Linked DNA regions of Sus scrofa: region 1 is linked to region 2. Evidence: chromatin contacts called from public HiChIP or PLAC-seq data. All regions are on one chromosome and are shown on one strand. Each heading gives the region's core, a stretch centred on a gene start, on an enhancer-like site or on the middle of the called end of the contact. The rest is flanking DNA. Distances are from core to core; before and after follow the strand shown.

What was found. HiChIP or PLAC-seq counts read pairs in DNA pulled down with a chosen protein or histone mark.
Region 1: a contact with region 2 is called in an H3K27ac HiChIP or PLAC-seq map of alveolar macrophages. The contact joins the promoter of IMP3 here to the promoter of PTPN9 in region 2. A contact is called at or near these places in 11 of 47 Hi-C or Micro-C datasets (alveolar macrophages, blood, embryonic fibroblasts and 6 more) and 2 of 2 datasets of contacts at active chromatin or transcription factors (alveolar macrophages and skeletal muscle).

What each region holds. Positions count from the first base shown.
Region 1 is chr7:58,020,682-58,025,068 of Sscrofa11.1, reverse strand. IMP3 (IMP3, U3 small nucleolar ribonucleoprotein) reads right to left here and starts at 1,701. Exons shown (of 1, transcript NM_001243292.1): 1 at 573-1,701. The coding sequence starts at 1,655. The coding sequence ends at 1,101.
Region 2 is chr7:58,075,704-58,080,013 of Sscrofa11.1, reverse strand. PTPN9 (tyrosine-protein phosphatase non-receptor type 9) reads right to left here and starts at 1,838. Exons shown (of 13, transcript XM_003128481.4): 1 at 1,062-1,838. The coding sequence starts at 1,124.

The sequences.
Region 1 (4,387 bases), core at 452-2,951, 55 kb after region 2:
CACTGTCGTCAGGCTAGGTTCCCTGATTCCCAATCCATCCATGGCTTCTCTATAAAACCCACCCCAACTGAGAATTAGAATTCACCTTTGTCTAAACTAAAGGCTGGGCAGGGAGTGATGCTGGGCTGTGATGGGCAGAGGTGGTCCAGGTTCTGCTCTGGGCAGGCAGCCCTGGGACCTCTGGAGGGCCCCACTCCTAAGACTATCTAAGTTTCCAGGAACCTCCTGGGCCACTTCTAACCACTAGATGGCCAAGCTACAGGGTGATTATTTCCTTAGGCAAGCAAACACTTCAGCCCTCTAATGCGGTATTTCCTGGACTTGGAATGTCAACAGGAAGCCCTGTGGGGAAGGCCTCTGCCAAAACACTCATTCCAAGGAAGGGATTGGTAAACTAACAAATTTGTCCAGCCTTGTACAACATCCTGCAACCTCCACACGCAGGCCCTACTGCTGGCCTCAGCCATAGGCAGATCGCTGCTGTCACTATTCCTCTTCTCTGGGTTCCTGAACCAAGGAGACCTATAGATGTGACCCTATGTGAGAAAACAAGAAAAAATGTACACTTTAACGGTAGTTAAGCCATTTATTGGCATTAGGAGAGCATTCCTTTAAACAAGAAAAAAAGACTCAGAACACTAAAATATCACCCATTTTATGAAAACTTGAGACCAAACTCTCCAACATCTGTACACAGCTTAATCAAGAAGAGGAGTAAGAATTCGAGTTAAATAAGTTAAACCAAACTGTCCTACAAGAAGATGAAAGGGAAATGTAGGGGTGCCCCCCCCCGCAAAGTCCTTTCTTTCACACTACGATGTTTCAGGTACCAAAATCTAACAACTCCCCAGTGAAGCACAAAACCGCTTCTCATGGTCTCTAAAGGCAGTCATTTAATTCTAAATCGTCCAAAGGCTAAGAAAAATTCGTGGAAAACGGGCGTACCCTTTGGCTCCGCGCGTGGCTTGTAGCTGAGGAGCCAAGTTCTTAATAACCGACGACTAGCTGACACACTTCTGGGAGAGCGTCCTCACAGAATCTCAGGCATCAGGTCTGGGCTTCTGCATCTATAAAATGCCGTCCTAGGGAGGGAGGACCCGCTAGGCTTCCAGATCGAAGTCGTCACGCTCCTCATTGTACTCCAGCACGTGCCGCTTGATCTTGGACGAGTCAACCCAGGTAACAAAGTCCTCCATGCTGCGCGTGACAAGGAAGGCGGGATCCGTGACCACGTCGGGGCCCACGCGCACGTGGCCCTGCTCTACGAAAGTCACGGCGGCCTGGAGGTGTTGAGCCATGCGCAGCTTAAGGAGCACCGTGGGCAGGCGGCGGCGGCAAAAGGACGAGGCAGTGACGAAATCGCATAGTTCCAGCGACCCGCGCGTGGGCACTAGGCCGAGAGCATACAGCTTGTCCAGCAGCGCTGCCGAAGCGCGCACGCGAAAAGGGTCCCGCTCCGGCAAGTCCCGCAGGCGCCGCGCCAGTTCGCGTACAGCACGGCTCAGTTGGTTGTAGCGCGTGTAGTCCTCCCGCCGCTGCAGCCGATAACGCCGCAACACGCGAAGCTCATGCAGGTTATGGTCGGTGACCTCCCAGTTTAGGAAGTCCACCTGCTTCAGCAGCTTTTGCTCGTGGAACTTAAGCTTCCGCACCATGATGGCGGCTCCGATACCGCTGGACCAGAGGCTCAGAGCGTGTTCCGGAACCCGAGCGACTTCCGCCCCCGCATGCCAAGCCCGGGCCACCCTGGGAACTCTGAGCCAATGAAAGAAAGGCTCGGTGCCACGCCCCCTATTTCCATTGGTCAAAGTGGAGTCACGGCCCTGAGTCCGTATCTCGCGTTTTTCTCCGCGTTCTCCAAGAGAAGCCGGGCAGAACTGCTGACGGAGGCAGGGGGCGGTCCCGAGGCAAGGCTGAGCGGTTTTAAGTTGCAAATGATTTACCACCTGGTGCTGTAATAGTTTCCTCTCTTTAAGACTTTTGCCATTCAAGGGATCTCAAAGTCTCTCCCACAAGAGCAAAAGAGACCAGTTCCGGGAAAGACGGAAGACTGCCGCTCTAGTTTGATCTACTGTGCTAATTGATCGTTGTGTGTGTGGCGGGGTCCTCCCACCTTGGTGGGGGGTGCTTCCTGGAGCAGGCCAGGGCTGACCCGGTATCTCCACCGCCCACGAACCCCAGGTTAATCACCAAGTGGGCGGAGCAGTTTCTTTCTGCCAAGTGGGGCTGGAATCCACCTAACCTATGAAATACTGATTCCCAGGTTGCTTCCTACATGGACTGAATCGGATCGACACAGGAGTCACCTAGAAATCTGTATTTTTATTATTTTTTTGTCTTTTTGCCTTTTCTAGAGCTGCTCCCGCGGCATATGGAGGTTCCCAGGCTAGGGGTCTAATCAGAGCTGTAGCCACCGGCCTAGGTCAAAGCCACAGCAACGCAGGATCTGAGGCCGCGTCTCCGGATCCTTAACCCACTGAGCAAGGCCAGGGATCGAACTGCAACCTCATGGTTCCTAGTTGGATTCCTTAACCAAGGCACCACTACGGAAACTCCCAAAATCTGTATTGTTAACAAGAATGACAGGTGATTCATAAAACCCAGTAAGTTTGAAAAGCTTGGATAGTAAGTACAAGTCCTGACCCTTTAATCTCGGCTCAAGCGAAATAGCTTGTCAGGGTGGATTTCTGGTCCCAAGTATTTAGTTAACAAGTTTAGCACATTTTCGGCTGGCAATATCTGTTTTATCTCAGTATAGCGTTAAAATAAAATTTAAAAAATCTTAGTGTAGTGCTACAGGACTAACCTCTTTATTTGCTCAAGACTTTGACGCCACCTAGCTTCTTCGCTGATCATTGTGGGTTTTTTATGCTTTTTATTTTTTTAAATAAAGTATTTGACATATGGAAAATACTGTATGTAACATATGTAAGATACAAAGTATAATGAGTACTTAGGGACCCACAGCCAGTATAAGGGTCACTAGGACCACCTCATCTACCTATTCCAGCCACTCTCCCGGCCAGAGGTAAAGGTAGCTACTCTCCTCAATTTAGTGTTTATTTTTACCCTTCATTTAAAAAGAAAAATAGGGGAGTTCCCGTCGTAGCGCAGTGGTTAACGAATCCGACTAGGAACCATGAGGTTGCGGGTTCGGTCCCTGCCCTTGCTCAGTGGGTTAACGATCCGGCTTTGCTGCGAGCGACCCGGCTCAGATCCCGCATGTTGCTGTGGCTCTGGTGTAGGACAGTGGCTACAGCTCCGATTCGACCCCTAGCCTGGGAACCTCCATATGCCTCCGGAGCGGCCCAAAGAAATAGCAAAAAGACAAAAAAGTAAATAAATAAATAAAGAAAGAAAGAAAGAAAAAGAAAAAGAAAAACAGTTTTATTATTGTAAATGCATCCCTGAAAACCGTCTCACTCAGAGTGTAGCCTGAGGATCAGCAGAGATCTATTGGAAATGCAGAATTTCAGGCCCCATTCCTGACCTACAGAATCAGAATCTACTTTTAATCAGATATCAAGGTAATTTGTACACATACATTTGAGAAGTGTTGCTTAGAAGACATGGCATCATGTGGAGTTTATTATACATGGCTGCAGTTGCTTTTTTTTTAACTGCTATGTAATATTCTATTGTTTGGTTTTATCCAATTTATTAATCCATTTCCTGTTGGATTTTTTTGGAGGGGCTATTTTTAGCAGTGCTGCCATTCACATTCTTTTAGATTTCTCCTTGCACATATGCAGTAGCTTCTCCTATACATCTTCAAATTGAATTGCTGAGTTGTAAAGTGCATGTTCAGCTTTACTAGATATTGCCAAATTGTTTTCCAAAGTGGCTGTACCACTTTATATTGCTTTGACAGTGCATGAGACTTCCCTTTGCTCCCCATTCTTTTCAACGCTTGGTGTTAGATTTTTTTAAATGTTTGCCAATTTGGTGAGTGTGTGATGGTATTTCATTGTGACTTTAATTTGCATTTCCTGGTAAATAAAGATTTCATATGTGTTTCCTCCTCTATATAATGCTTCTCCCTGTCTTTTGTCTATTTTTCTATTGGATTGTGGGGCAAGTAAAAAATGGCCCCTCCAACAGAACATTGTAAATCATCTATAATAGAAAAAATAAAAATCTTAAAAAAAAGAGAGAAAAAAAAATGGCCCCCCAAAGGTGTCTACCCAGAACCCGTGAATACTACCTTACAATGACAAAAGGGATTTTGCAGATGTGATTAAATTAAAGATCTTGAGATGGTAACATTGTCCTGGATTAACTGGGTAACTGGGTGAGTCTCATGTAATCACAAATGACCTTAAAAGTGACAGTGGAGGAGTTCCTGTCATGGCTCAGTGGTTAACGAATCTGACTGGGAACCATGAGG
Region 2 (4,310 bases), core at 589-3,088:
AGTTTGTAAAACCAGACTATCTCCATACTAGAGGCTGTACTACCAAATGTGGTCCTCGGGAACAACGGCTCGGTAAGCTTGAAATGGGCTACCAGCATGGTTCATCTTTTCTTATTTTAGGTGTTTTTCTGATTTTCTTGTTTTTAAACATGGAATCAGACCATGGCTAAATCTGAGCATGAGCAAGAAGAGACAGTGAAAAGACTTTAGGATTCCAATCTCGGCTAATGGACTTTCCCACCATCCTCCGGAGTGGTCCATGTCTCCCCAGCAGGAATGTGGGGGAGGGAAAGGTACATGGGCCTTGGGCTCATCCCTCACCCAAGCCCCCAAAATGACACTGCAAACCACTTCCTTCTGGGAACTGAAAGTCATAAGCTTTAAGGGACAATGGAGCTCAATGCAGACTTCAGAAAGATGGAGACAGGGAGATGAGATGGGGGAGGGAAGTGGGGGTGAGGAGATGCGCCCAGCCAAAGAAAGCTAAATAGGGCGGTCAAGGCCAGGGACTTAGGGAGCCTGGGAAGGCCTGGATCTTCTAGAATCTATCCAAGTAGGCCACAGCCCTCAAAGAAGCCCGAGGGGCTCATGTGAAAATCTAGGGCATCTATGGACTCAGTGCCTATCACTGTCCTGGGAAGGGGAGACAGTCCTCACAGGAACCGGCCCCCCAAGTGGGGCTTTTCCTGCCCTTAGAAAACCACAAACCCTCATGGAATGAAGCAAAATACGTAGAGGGGTGTAAGGCCGGAGGCAAAGTAGGTGTTCTGCAAACATTGGGGGGGGGGGGGGCAGAGGTAAAGGGAAGCTTCCCAATTCGAGAACTTTAATCACCGCCGAATAGGAGGAGAGGGCAATATGCGGCACCAGAGCAGCAAACAGGAGCGGCCGTGGGCGGGAGCAGAGGCCGGCAGCCTCCCCGCTTCGGGGGATGACGGCCTGGGGCGCGGCCGCCGGGGGGCTCGGGGGAGGCCACCGCGGACCTGGAGCCGCGAAGAGCGCGGCCGGGCTAGGCCTCGGGGGTCCGGACACACCCACCGCGCGGCCGCAGCCCCGCTTACCTGCTCCTCCTCTGGGGTCAGCTCCGGCGCCATGTCGGGCTGGGGCGCGGTCGCGGGCTCCATCCCGCCGCCGCCGCCGCCGCCGCCCGGCGGACAGAACTCGCCCGGGAGCGCAGGGAGCCCGGTGCGGTGGGCCTCCGCTTCCGCGTCCCCGCGCCTCAGCAGCCCCGGGCCGGCTTGCGCATGGCTGGGCCGGCAGGGTCCGGCGCCCGCAACGGCCGCAAACGCCGCTTCTGTTTCCTTAAGAAAAAGCTCTCCGAACTGTCGCTCTCTTCTGGGCGGAAATCCTTTTTTATTTTCTTCGTTCCTTTCCTCACACTCCCCCTCCTATCCCGGGGAAGGGGGGGGGGAATAGAGCAGGCAAGGAGCTAATCGGAATTAAAAAGGGAAATGTGGAATCAAGAAGTTTCTAAGGCCAGAGCAAGGGCCGCGGGGGAAATTTGCCGAAGGCCGCCGGCCTCCTCCGCGTCCACCTTCCTCCGCGGCGCTCCGACTCCTCCAGAAGGTGACGAGGAGTCTTCGGGGATGCGGGGCCCTGCGACCAGCGCCCCGGCCTCTCAGCCCCGTTCCTCTAAAGCCGTGTGGCGAGAGGGAGGGAGAGAGGGAGGGAGCGGGGGAAACGCGCCCCCCTCCGGGCTCACGGCCAGCCCCGCGGCCCCACCGCGTCCGCCCGAGCCCCCCGCGGCTCCATTGAGAAACTGAGCGTCTCATTCACAAACAGGCGGCGAGGAGGGCCCGGCCGAGCGCGGCCACGTCCGGGAGGGGGAGACAGAGAGGAGCCCGGGGGGCGGGGGCAGCGGAGCTCGAGCAGAGGCCCTCGGAGAGGAGGGGGCGGGGGAGGCCGGCGGGGGGGAGGGGAGATCCAGAGGAACTAGGGCGGGGGAGGGGCTCCGGCGACTCTGGACCGCGGAGAGTGAGAAAAAGGAAGAAAGGGGTGCGGGTTTCATGACGTTAAGCTCCCTGGAGGAGGAAGAGAATACATGTGTTTGAAAACTAGGTGCTAACGGGAACCTGGCCTGGGGTTACTTGCTCTACCACTTAGGTACGAGGAACCCACAACCTTCATCTATTTCCATGTCATTTGCGAACTGAAAACCCCTGGAATGGTTGCTTGTGAGGTCCAGGATGCGCAGGTGGAAGGAACAGACCCTGCTAGCTGGTTGCTCGCGGCCCCAGCTCGCTCTCTCCTTGCTGGCTGTATCCTGTAATCCATCACCAGTGTGGCTAATTTTAGTCCCTCACAAAAACAGCATCTGATTTCAAACCACTTTCAAGAATCACGGAGTTTTTGCAAGCCTTTGCTTTTCGCGAAGGCAAGTGCAGCAAAGAGCTTGGGAGTCTTACAGGATACAGTCTTGGGAGTCAGTTTGGGGGTGGAGGGGACAGAGGAAAAGGAGGACTAGGTCTGGCACGTTTTTGCATCATTCCAGACCAAAACTAAATATTCCAAAAGGGATCCAACTAACAAGTGAGTGCCACAGCTAGTTCCAAGAGCTGAAGCCTGGAGAACTCACAGAGAGAGGCCCATGGGAGGGGTCTTAAGACAACTGAGGAAGATGCTGTGAGTTCTGATGCTCCTTCTGGGACTTTAAAAGCAATTTCTGGAGTTCCCGTCTTGGCTCAGTGGTTAACGAATCCGACCAGGAACCATGAGGTTGCGGGTTTGATCCCTGGCCTTGCTCAGTGGGTTAAGGATCCCTGGCCTTGCTCAGTGGGTTAAGGATCTGGCGTTGCGGTGAGCTGTGGTGTGAAGTGAAAAAAAACAAAACTCAAATAGTGTGCATAATAGGCTGTCATCCTTATAAAGGAAAAAAAATGAGTATGTGTTTTTAAATTTATTTATATATAAAAGAGCTTTGAGGGGATACATAAGAAAGATGGTAGTGGTTGTCTCCCAGAAAGAGAGAGAACCTAAGGGAGAGAGAGACTTTTCCCTATATGGTCAATTGTACATTTTAAGTTTCTTTTAAAACTTTTTATTGAAGTATAATGTACATACAGAATAGTGACAATATGTATACAGTATGACAAATTTCATAAACTGAGCACGCCCATGTACCCAGCACATAGATCAATAAATAGGACATTCCCAACTTACCAAAGCCCTCATGTCCCCTCCAAGTAACTATTCTCATTACCACTGTCTTTGCTGCTAACAAACATTGTGTGTGTGTGTGTGTGTGTTTAAATTCTGCACGTGGACATATAACCTTTTCCCCCAAAAAAATGTTAAATAGTAACTTAAAAAAATATATAGGAGTTCCCGTTGTGGCTCAGTGGTAATGAACTCAACTAGTAGCCATGAACGTGGGTTCGATCCCTGGCCCCGATTAGTGAGTTAAGGATCTGGCGTTGCTGCGAGCTGCGGTGCAGGTCGCAGAGGCAGCTTGGATATGGCATTGCTGTGGCTGTGGAGTAGGACAGCAGCTGCAGCTGTGATTCGACACCTAGCCTGGGAACTTCCATATCCCACAGGTATGGCCCTGAAAAACTACGTGTATATATATGTGTGTGTATATATGTGTGTGTGTGTGTGTGTGTATATATATGTATATATGTGTGTGTGTATATATATATGTATATGTGTGTGTGTGTGTGTGTGTGTATATGGTTTTTCTTCCTAAGCAGGCAAATGGCTATAGGACCAAGCTGGAGTAAGAAATGGCAGAACCTTAGTAGTACAAACCACTGATTGAACACAAAAAGATGGAGTTTCTTACATTTATATTTACATTTTTTACACTCGTTTTGTCCAGTGGGCCTCAGGACAGCAGGGGTCAGTGATTATCTAAAGGTCACACAGCTCATTAATTTGTATTGAGCTAGAACTGACTCCTAGTGCAGGTATCAGGTTAGGACAATTTTAAAAGGGAGAGACTTAACAGAGTGTGCTGGGAGAGAGAACTCAGTGTTTTCAGAGGCACAGCTGTGTGTGTGGGCGTGTGGGTGTGTAAGGGAAGTTTTCCGGAACTGTGGCCTATCACAGTCCTAATAGGACAATGTTTGGAAGTTTCTGAGCAGAGATGTAGGGAACAGAACCAAGTGCGAGGCAGCTGGCTGGATTTGCTCTGAGTAGCAAATCAGAGGAAAATCAGAGTACAAAGGCCTGCCCTTGGAGTTCCCTTCATGGCTTAGCAGTTAAAGAACCTGACGAGTATCCATGAGGATGCGGGTATGATCCATGGTCTCGCTCAGTGGGTTAAGGATCCTGCGTTGGCGTGAGCTGTGGTGGAAGTTGCATACACGGCT